Regions from separate parts of the Triticum aestivum genome. Here region 1 is linked to region 2. Evidence: chromatin contacts called from public Hi-C data. All regions are on one chromosome and are shown on one strand. Each heading gives the region's core, a stretch centred on a gene start, on an enhancer-like site or on the middle of the called end of the contact. The rest is flanking DNA. Distances are from core to core; before and after follow the strand shown.

The links. A called contact is a pair of places that touch in the nucleus more often than the background predicts.
Region 1: a contact with region 2 is called in a Hi-C map of leaf, with 5 times the contacts expected there. The contact joins the promoter of LOC123143665 here to the enhancer-like site in region 2. A contact is called at or near these places in 2 of 5 Hi-C or Micro-C datasets (both in leaf).

Annotation. Positions count from the first base shown.
Region 1 is chr6D:78,144,043-78,148,045 of IWGSC CS RefSeq v2.1, forward strand. LOC123143665 (alpha-1,3-arabinosyltransferase XAT2) reads left to right here and starts at 1,554. Exons shown (of 3, transcript XM_044562617.1): 1 at 1,554-1,975; 2 at 2,086-2,178; 3 at 2,308-3,892. The coding sequence starts at 1,849. The coding sequence ends at 3,611.
Region 2 is chr6D:77,980,904-77,985,489 of IWGSC CS RefSeq v2.1, forward strand. No RefSeq gene overlaps it. Among protein-coding and RNA genes, the nearest start is that of LOC123143662, 88 kb to the left of the region's middle. Within about 2 kb of position 2,633, at least 4 of the 8 cell types and tissues checked have an H3K27ac peak or open chromatin away from gene starts, as enhancers often do. A contact at or near this core is called in leaf, where this site is marked.

The DNA of each region.
Region 1 (4,003 bases), core at 304-2,803, 160 kb after region 2:
TTTGATTCGGATGAAATGGAAAATTGTAGCGGGATGCCAACTTGAATAGCGTGTGCAACATTTGATGCCGCAGGAAAAACAAAAAAATTGTAAAACTATGTTGGAGCGGATGCTATTCCTATGAAATGTAGTACACATAATTGTTTAGAATAAAATTCATGTAAGATTCAATCTTATAAATCAAATGAACAACGTAGGAAAATTATCTAAGGATTCTAACGCTCCAAAAATCTTATAGAATACATTTGAATCAAAGGAGCCCTAAAGACGGAAAGAACGTCCTGTCTACAACCCCGCAACCGTTTTTCGCATCTCGCTTTCTCATCAAGTTGTTGTGGGATTTTGAGAATCATTACCAACCTGGAATTTAGATGCTATCCCCATGGCCGGGATCCCGTTTCTTGCATCACCATCATGCGATTGCGAAGTCGAGAGACGTTGGCTCGTTCTGCGCACAAATGACTTCTCAAGCATTAAGATGTCGTTTTATACGTAGGCCAGGTCAAACTCTATTGATTTGATGGGCTAACCTTTTGCCTTGGTTGTCTAAAAGTGTTGCCAATCTACCGGGTAGTCAAATTTGTTATGTTGGCTGCAAACCATTTAGCCTTGTAACTATGACGTCGTCGTGTGAAAGAGAAAACTGCCATTTTAAATGTTCTCGGGTTTTAGTGTGGTTTGATATGTAGGCCGTGCTTCAAATGTTACATTGGTTACCTTATAGGTACTAAAATATTTTTGCCGATTTGTTGGGTAATCAACTTCTGGGCCAGGGACATGCAGACACGTACTGCATCATTTTGTTTCTACTTCTCGCGGCATCCGTCGTCGCTGAAACCCCCTCCCCGCCATTCATTCAGATCCGAAGCACCCAACACCAGAGCTCGTCGTCGGGCATGATGAGAAGCCATGACCTCACCGCTCCGGCGAGACGACAAAGGTTTACGGTAGAAACCGATGTAATCAAGTGTTGGGCCATGTCTTCAAATGCAGTACAGTACCTTCATGCGTTGGTTGATTTTCATACCGAGAACCAAAATAAGATGAGCAGAAATTAATTGTGAGAAACCAAAACGGAGGGGTTTGCGCAAAGAATTTAATTCGCAGCTTCGAAAGGAAATCTTTCACCACCTTCTGCCATTCGGTAATTTCACACTTTCAACAGGAGTTCCATTTATTTATTTATTTATATTCGTATACACAAATTCACGCGTGTTGGCACGTCGGTCTGTGGGAGGACCCGTGACGCTGGTAAGTACACGCCACATTCACGCTCTCGGTCGGCCGGTCCGGGCATACATGCATCTTTTCCTGTGGCCGAAAACGGAAAAAACAATAATGATAGGGGAGAGAGGCAACTTAGCAACAAACAGTGTGCGTGTGGGTGTGGGCCGGACCATGCATGCCCACCCTGCGTGGCTTAGGGCCGGCCCAGCACGACGCACGCACGTCGTGCGTTCCAGTCTCTCCGCACGATGACGGCTAATCCCGGGGGCCAGGCTGCTAACAATCCTGGATTTTGCTGCAATAATCCCTCACTTATGAGTTGCCGCAGAGCATTCCGATTCTTTATTACCACCTCGTTTAATCATCCGCACTCGGCGAGCAGAGCAGCTGAGGTCCATCCAGATCCAGCAGGGCACTCGCCACACGAGAAAGTTTCAAAGCATCTCCCTCTCTCTCTCTCTGTCTCGAGAAGAGTCTTCCTCCTTGGGGGGAGGCAGGCAGGCAGCAAGCAAAGCCCAGCAAGCAAGCAAGGGAGCGGCCGCTTCTTGCTGCTCCTCCAGATCTAGCCGGGGGAGGAGGAGGGGTTCGTAGGTGGAGGGCGCGCTGGGGTCCGCGTCGGAGATGAAGGCGGCGCTGCGGAGCCGGCAGGAGCCGCGGCGGGTCAGCAACGGCGTCATCATCGCCGCCATGCTCCTCTCCCTCTGCGTCCTCAGCATCGTCAAGGCCAGATACTGCTCCACGCCCTTCGGTATGTCCACTATCTTTTTCCTCTTTCCCCTTCTCTTCTCTTTGTGTCTGAGCTAGCTGGGTGGATGGATGGATGGATGAGAGCTTGGATGTTTCTTGGCATGGCCGCAGGGAAGCCGGACGACCAGCTCAAGGAGCAGATGAACTCCAGCATCCGGATGGAGACCGACGACGAGCCGGCGCCCGCCGCCACCACGGTCGGAGGTGAGCTGCCTGGATCGATTGACCGATTCGGCGGAGCTACCTAGAATCGGCCGATTGCTGATTTGGGGACGAAATGTATGTAGAGCATGCTGCTCAAGACTTCCTTTTTCTTCTTTGTTGATTGGTCAGGTTCGGAGGAAGATGTGGAGGAGGATGTGGAGGACGACAGCGCCGCCCCGGTGCCCAAGGTCACCGCGGAGAGGGCGGAGAAGACAGCCGTCTCCGTCTCCGGCGCCGGCACAGGAAAAAAGGATAAGGATAAGGGGAGGCACAAGAAGAAGAAGCCGACCTGCTTCATGACGAGCAAGCGCTCGGAGCGGTGCGAGGCGGCGGGGGACATCCGGGTGGTGGGCAACGTCTCCACCATCTACATCGACTCGCTGGACAGGGAGTGGCGGACCAAGCCGTACGCGCGGTACCACGACCCCGTCGCCATGACCCACGTCCGGGAGTTCGTCCTCAAACCCTTCCCGTCCGACGCGCCGCCGCCGGCCTGCACCAAGAACCACTCCGTCCCCGGGTTTGTGTTTTCCAACCGCGGCTTCTCCGGCAACCTCTACCACGACTACACGGACGTGCTGGTGCCGCTCTTCCTCAGCACGCGCAGGTTCAACGGCGAGGTGCAGTTCCTGCTCAGCGACCTCAAGCCCTGGTGGGTGGCCAAGTTCCGGCCGCTGTTCCGGCAGCTCAGCAGGTACGAGGTGGTGGACGTGAACAACGACCTGGAGGTGCACTGCGTGCCCCGCATCGTCGTCGGCTCCGACTTCCACAAGGACATGGGCATCGTCCCGTCCAAGGCCGCCGGCGGCGTCTCCATCGTCGACTTCAAGCGCACCCTCCGCGACGCCTTCGGGCTGGAGCGCGCGGCGGCCTCCCGCGGCGGCGCCACGGGCGCCGGCAAGCCGCGCCTCCTCATCATCTCCCGCAAGAACTCGCGCCGGTTCCTCAACGAGCGGGAGATGGCGGCCGCCGCCGCCGCCATGGGCTTCGACGTGCGCATCGCGGAGCCCGACCAGCACACCGACATGTCCACCTTCGCGCGGCTCGTCAACTCGGCGGACGTGATGGTGGGCGTGCACGGCGCCGGGCTCACCAACATGGTGTTCCTCCCCGCGGGGGCCGTGCTGATCCAGGTGGTGCCGTTCGGCGGGCTGGAGTGGCTCACCGGCGTGACCTTCAAGAACCCGGCGGCGGACATGGAGGTGACGTACATGGACTACAACGTGCAGCTGGAGGAGAGCTCGCTGCTGGAGCAGTACCCGCGGAACCACCAGGTGCTGACGGACCCCTACGCCGTGCACAAGCAGGGGTGGGACGCGCTCAAGGCGGCCTACCTGGACAAGCAGAACGTGCGGCTGGATCTGGACAAGTTCAAGGCCACGCTCCGGGACGCGCTCAGCCGGCTGCCGCCGGCGTCGACCCCGGCGGCCTGAGCCTGCCCACGTCCGTCCCCGGTCCGGTAGATATAGGTCCGTCCGTCCGTGTATATCTATCTGCTCTGCTCTGCTCCGCTCCGTGCCTGCCTCGTTTTGCTTAACTTGATTCTTGATTTCTTCTTCTTCTTTCTTCTTTCTTCTTCTTCCTCTTGCTCTTCTTCTGGTAAGACCCCATTGACGGCGAGCAAGAACATGTGGTTACAGAGGATGTTGCTTCATACTTTTGTGATTATTTGCTTCTTATATCAATTAATTTACAAGAAAAAATATCAAGAACATATAGCTCCACCAGTGCACTGAGCAGCAGTCGATCCCCTTCTCCATTTTGTCGATCCATGAATCCATGGCAAGAACACATCGCAGCACTTATCTTCCCTCCCTTCGCCCAA
Region 2 (4,586 bases), core at 1,383-3,882:
TCGGGCAAGTAACATACCGATTGACAAAGGGAATTGTATACGGGATTGACTGAATCCTCGACATCGTGGTTCATCTGATGAGATCATCGTGGAACATGTGGGAGCCAACATGGGTATCCAGATCCCGCTGTTGGTTATTGACCGGAGAGGCGTCTCGGTCATGTCTGCATGTCTCCCGAACCCGTAGGGTCTACACACTTAAGGTTCGGTGACGCTAGGGTTGTAGAGATATGAGTATGCGGAAACCCGAAAGTTGTTCGGGGTCCCGGATGAGATCCCGGACGTCACGAGGAGTTCCGGAATGGTCCGGAGGTGAAGAATTATATACAGGAAGTCCAGTTTCGGCCACCGGGAAAGTTTCGGGGGTTATCGGTATTGTACCGGGACCACCGGAAGGGTCCCGGGGGGTCCACCGGGTGGGGCCACCTGTCCCGGAGGGCCCCATGGGCTGAAGTGGGAAGGGAACCAGCCCATAGTGGGCTGGGGCGCCCCCCATGGGCCTCCCCCCTGCGCCTAGGGTTGGAAACCCTAGGGTGGGGGCGCCCCACTTGACTTGGGGGGTAAGTTACCCCCCTGGCCGCCGCCCCCCCATCCAGATTGGTTCTGGCCGGTGCCCGCCCCTCCCAGGGGGCCTATATAAAGGGGGGAGGGAGGGCAGTAGTATTACAGCCTTGGGTGCCTCCCTCCTCCCCTGCTACACCTCTCCCTCTCGCAGAAACTCGGCGAAGCCCTGCCGAGACCCGCTACATCCACCACCACGCCGTCGTGCTGCTGGATCTCCATCAACCTCTCCTTCCCCCTTGCTGGATCAAGACGGAGGAGACGTCGCTGCACCGTACGTGTGTTGAACGCGGAGGTGCCGTCCGTTCGGCACTCGGTCATCGGTGATTTGAATCACGGCGAGTACGACTCCGTCAACAACGTTCATTGGAACGCTTCCGCTCGCGATCTACAAGGGTATGTAGATGCACTCCTTTCCCCTCGTTGCTAGTATACTCCATAGATGGATCTTGGTGAGCGTAGGAAAATTTTAAAATTCTGCTACGATCTCCAACAGAGAAGGACCTTGAGTTCTTCTACGCCTCCACCACCATCAATGTGGGGAACGGAGCGAGATCGCCTTTTTGGAACTCCCCTTGGCTGCTTGGCTGTAAACCAAAAGACATCGCTCCCCTTATTTACGAGGCCTCGACGAGGGAAACATGGAAGGTGAGGGAAGCCTTAAAGAACAATGCATGGATCCTCAAGATAAAGCCCCCAGATATTGTCACCGTCCACCACATCCGAGAATTCTTCACGCTTTGGATGCTCGTGCATGATTTCCATCTTGATGAGCTTGCAGATGATGTGATTGTGTGGAAACATAAAAATGATGGGGTTTACTCCGCGGCCTCAGCCTATAGAGCCCAATTCTTGGGTCTGGTCATATCCCCCTTGGACCGCATGATATGGAAGGATTGGGCACCACCAAAGGTCAAGTTCTTTACTTGGTTGGCCCTTCAGGACAGAATTTGGACTGCTGAAAGACTTGCAAAGCATGGATGGGAAAATTGTGGCTTATGCCCGCTTTGCAAACGAGAGCCCGAGACCGGGCCACATCTCTTCTTCAAATGTCGTTACACCATCAGACTCTGGAGCATGCTGGTTGCAAAACTTGGCCTTGAACATGTTGATATATCTACATGGCGCTTGCCGGGATCCGTTGAAGAGTGGTGGGATAGAAGAGCCGGCATGGATATTCCATCACGCAAGGCCATGGCATCTCTCATCATGCTTGTCTCTTGGGCAATTTGGAACGAAAGGAATGCCAGGGTCTTTCAACATAAAAGTGCACCGCCCTCAATCGCCCTCGACATCATCCTCAAGGAAGCGAAACTATGGGTCGCCGCGGGTGCAAAGAAACTAGGGGAAATCATAATACGCGAGTAATTATCATGCGGTGTTGATGGACACTTGCAAAACTCTATTCCCCTCTTAATTAATATATGAGGCAAATCTTTTGCCCTGTTTCAAAAAAAAAAGATGGCAATCACATTTTGCTCGGGTAACAGGTAGATTTACGGTGTTCGTATTCTTGCACGAATCAACAAGTAGGAGTAGATTACTAGAAAACAAACGTGTAATTAACCAATCAAGGCATGATCATATCTTTTTTTTTGCGGGGTGGACACGATCATATCTTAAGGGTATTATAGACTTTTCAACAAACAGATGAGATGAACCAAAAAGACCTAAATTACGTTCTCAATTGTGGGTGTGTTTTTTCGCCGTTGTTTCTATGTATAGCTAAAATTTAAGCCATTTCGGAAGAAAACTCGGCCAAATTACATTTAAACCCTGCAATCCAAGAATATGGCCTCTCAAAAATTTGGTCTGAAAATGACACGTGTTCCTAAAAAAATGGTGTCACTCCCATAAAACTTAAATGCTACCGCGTGATTGTCGGTTGCCCACGGGCGGAGAGGGACCCGTCCGCGGAGACGCGATGGACACCGACGGTGACGCCACGGCACCCACCTGCACTTCCTTCCTTCCCTTTTTTCTGTATATCAGCCGTGTATGTACATATACAGCATATACACTGTAGTTGCCAGCCCGTATGTGGTCGAAGGCGCCTCAGACATTTCGTTACGAGCGTAGTAGTAAGGCGGTTGGATGGATGGGCACGTGTTACCTACCGACGTACACGTGTGCGGGACAGACACGATCGAGATGGCCAGATGGGACAACATGCATCTATGCAACGCAAGTTGCGTTGGAGGGGCGCGTTCCCTAGAAAAATGTTGCAGGGGCACGTGGCGTTTGGATCCACCTTGCCGTAGAAAAACACAGGAAACAGATGTTATAATACACACTATTTTTCTTTTGAGAAAGGTACTCGTCCTCTCCCTCCCTCTCCACTTTCTAGAAGCTTCTCGTCCTCTCCCTCTCTTCCTCTCACACCGTCCGTGAAGGCGCCTCGCCGTATCCGCGCTCCATCTAACCCTGCTATCCAAGCACCTCTTTAATTAGAGTTAGTTTAAGGTTAATTTAGGATTAGAAGAGTATCCAAACAGGGTCTACGGAGAGTACCACATACACTTCCGTGGCCGGGAAGTGAACGGCTTGGCTGGTTTCGTCGCAGGTGGTCGGTTTGACTAACGGCGAAGCAGTTCGTTTAGTCGCAGGCAGGCACAAGCATGCTTCATGTACGTATAGCACATCCGCTGCACTGTCGTTCGCAGTGCAGGTCGCTGTTTGGCGCGGCCGTCTCGGCGAAATAGTACTAGCAGAGGTTTGGAACCGCCTGTGTACGTATCTCCGTACGTATGTCGACAGTCCAACCGCTGCAAAAACTATGTATGTACGGGCAGAAGTGAGTGTGACTCGGAAGCAACGCCCGTGCGTGCCTGCCTGCGACCGTTTAAATCTTCCTAACCAAGACACGCTGGTTAATTCTGAACAAGAGATGGAATGTACAGTACATATGATTACGAAGTAATGCTGTTCATGCCTTGTATCCTGCAAGATATATGTATTGATTACTAGCACATGTTTTCCATCAGGGATGACTTGATCGCCCTGCTGAAAGGACTGCGGAGGCAACCAAAAAATGTCACATTCTCTGCAGTATTACAAAAATCCCTAAGGATTTCAGTGTACAAAAATGTCTTTCGAGTATCTGTTTGTACTGTAAAGAAATTAACCGGGAGCTAGGGTAAGTCGAAGCAAGCCGCTTTGAATCTGAAAATGATTGGGAGCAAGGCGCCAAACAAGATCACGGGATGCCGGGTCCCCGATCATCAGCTCCCTTTCGCGTGCCCCATATATCCAGCCACATGTTAGGGTGTTAAACCACCCGAGCTCCCAATTATTTTCCACTTATTTCTGGACATTAGCGTTTGTCCTAACAGGAAGAGACACGGAAGTACGCCGTCACCAAGGCGAAAAGGAAAAAAAACGTGTGCGACCCGGCCGCCGGTCCTGGCTGCTCACCAAACCAAACAAGCAATACATGTACCGGTGGCAGGCTGCTAGCTGACTGGCAGAAATCACGAGATTAGCACAACCTAATCTCCCGCTGCGGGACCCGGCCGGCGACGGCGACGAAAGAATCAACGGCCTAGGAACAGTTGATTAGACCAGGGAGAAGAACAAAAAAAAATTCGTGCTTTTGTCGTCCCCTGGTGACTAGAGTTGTTTTTGTGAATTATACTCTCTCATTGTAAAATAATGCCTTATATTGAGCTGCAAGGTAGTATTGGCATGATGTTTGATGAATAAATTGAAAGTTCTCCCCTCAAAATAAAATTGAAATGAATGAAACAACTAAGATTTTTTTTAGCTCACCGCCAAAACTGGAAAAAAAAAACCTAAGCCCCTCTTTGATTAGGAGGAAATGGAAATTTGTAGTGGAATGTCCATTTTTTTGCGGAACACTTTCAATCTATTCATCTTTAATCATGTTAGTACAACGGACATCAGAAATAATAAAAATTACATCCACGTAGACTACCTAGTGATGACTACAAGCATTGAAGCGTGAATAACATATATATAGCACTTGATGCCACAAGAAAAACAGGGAATTTGTAAAACGAGGTTGG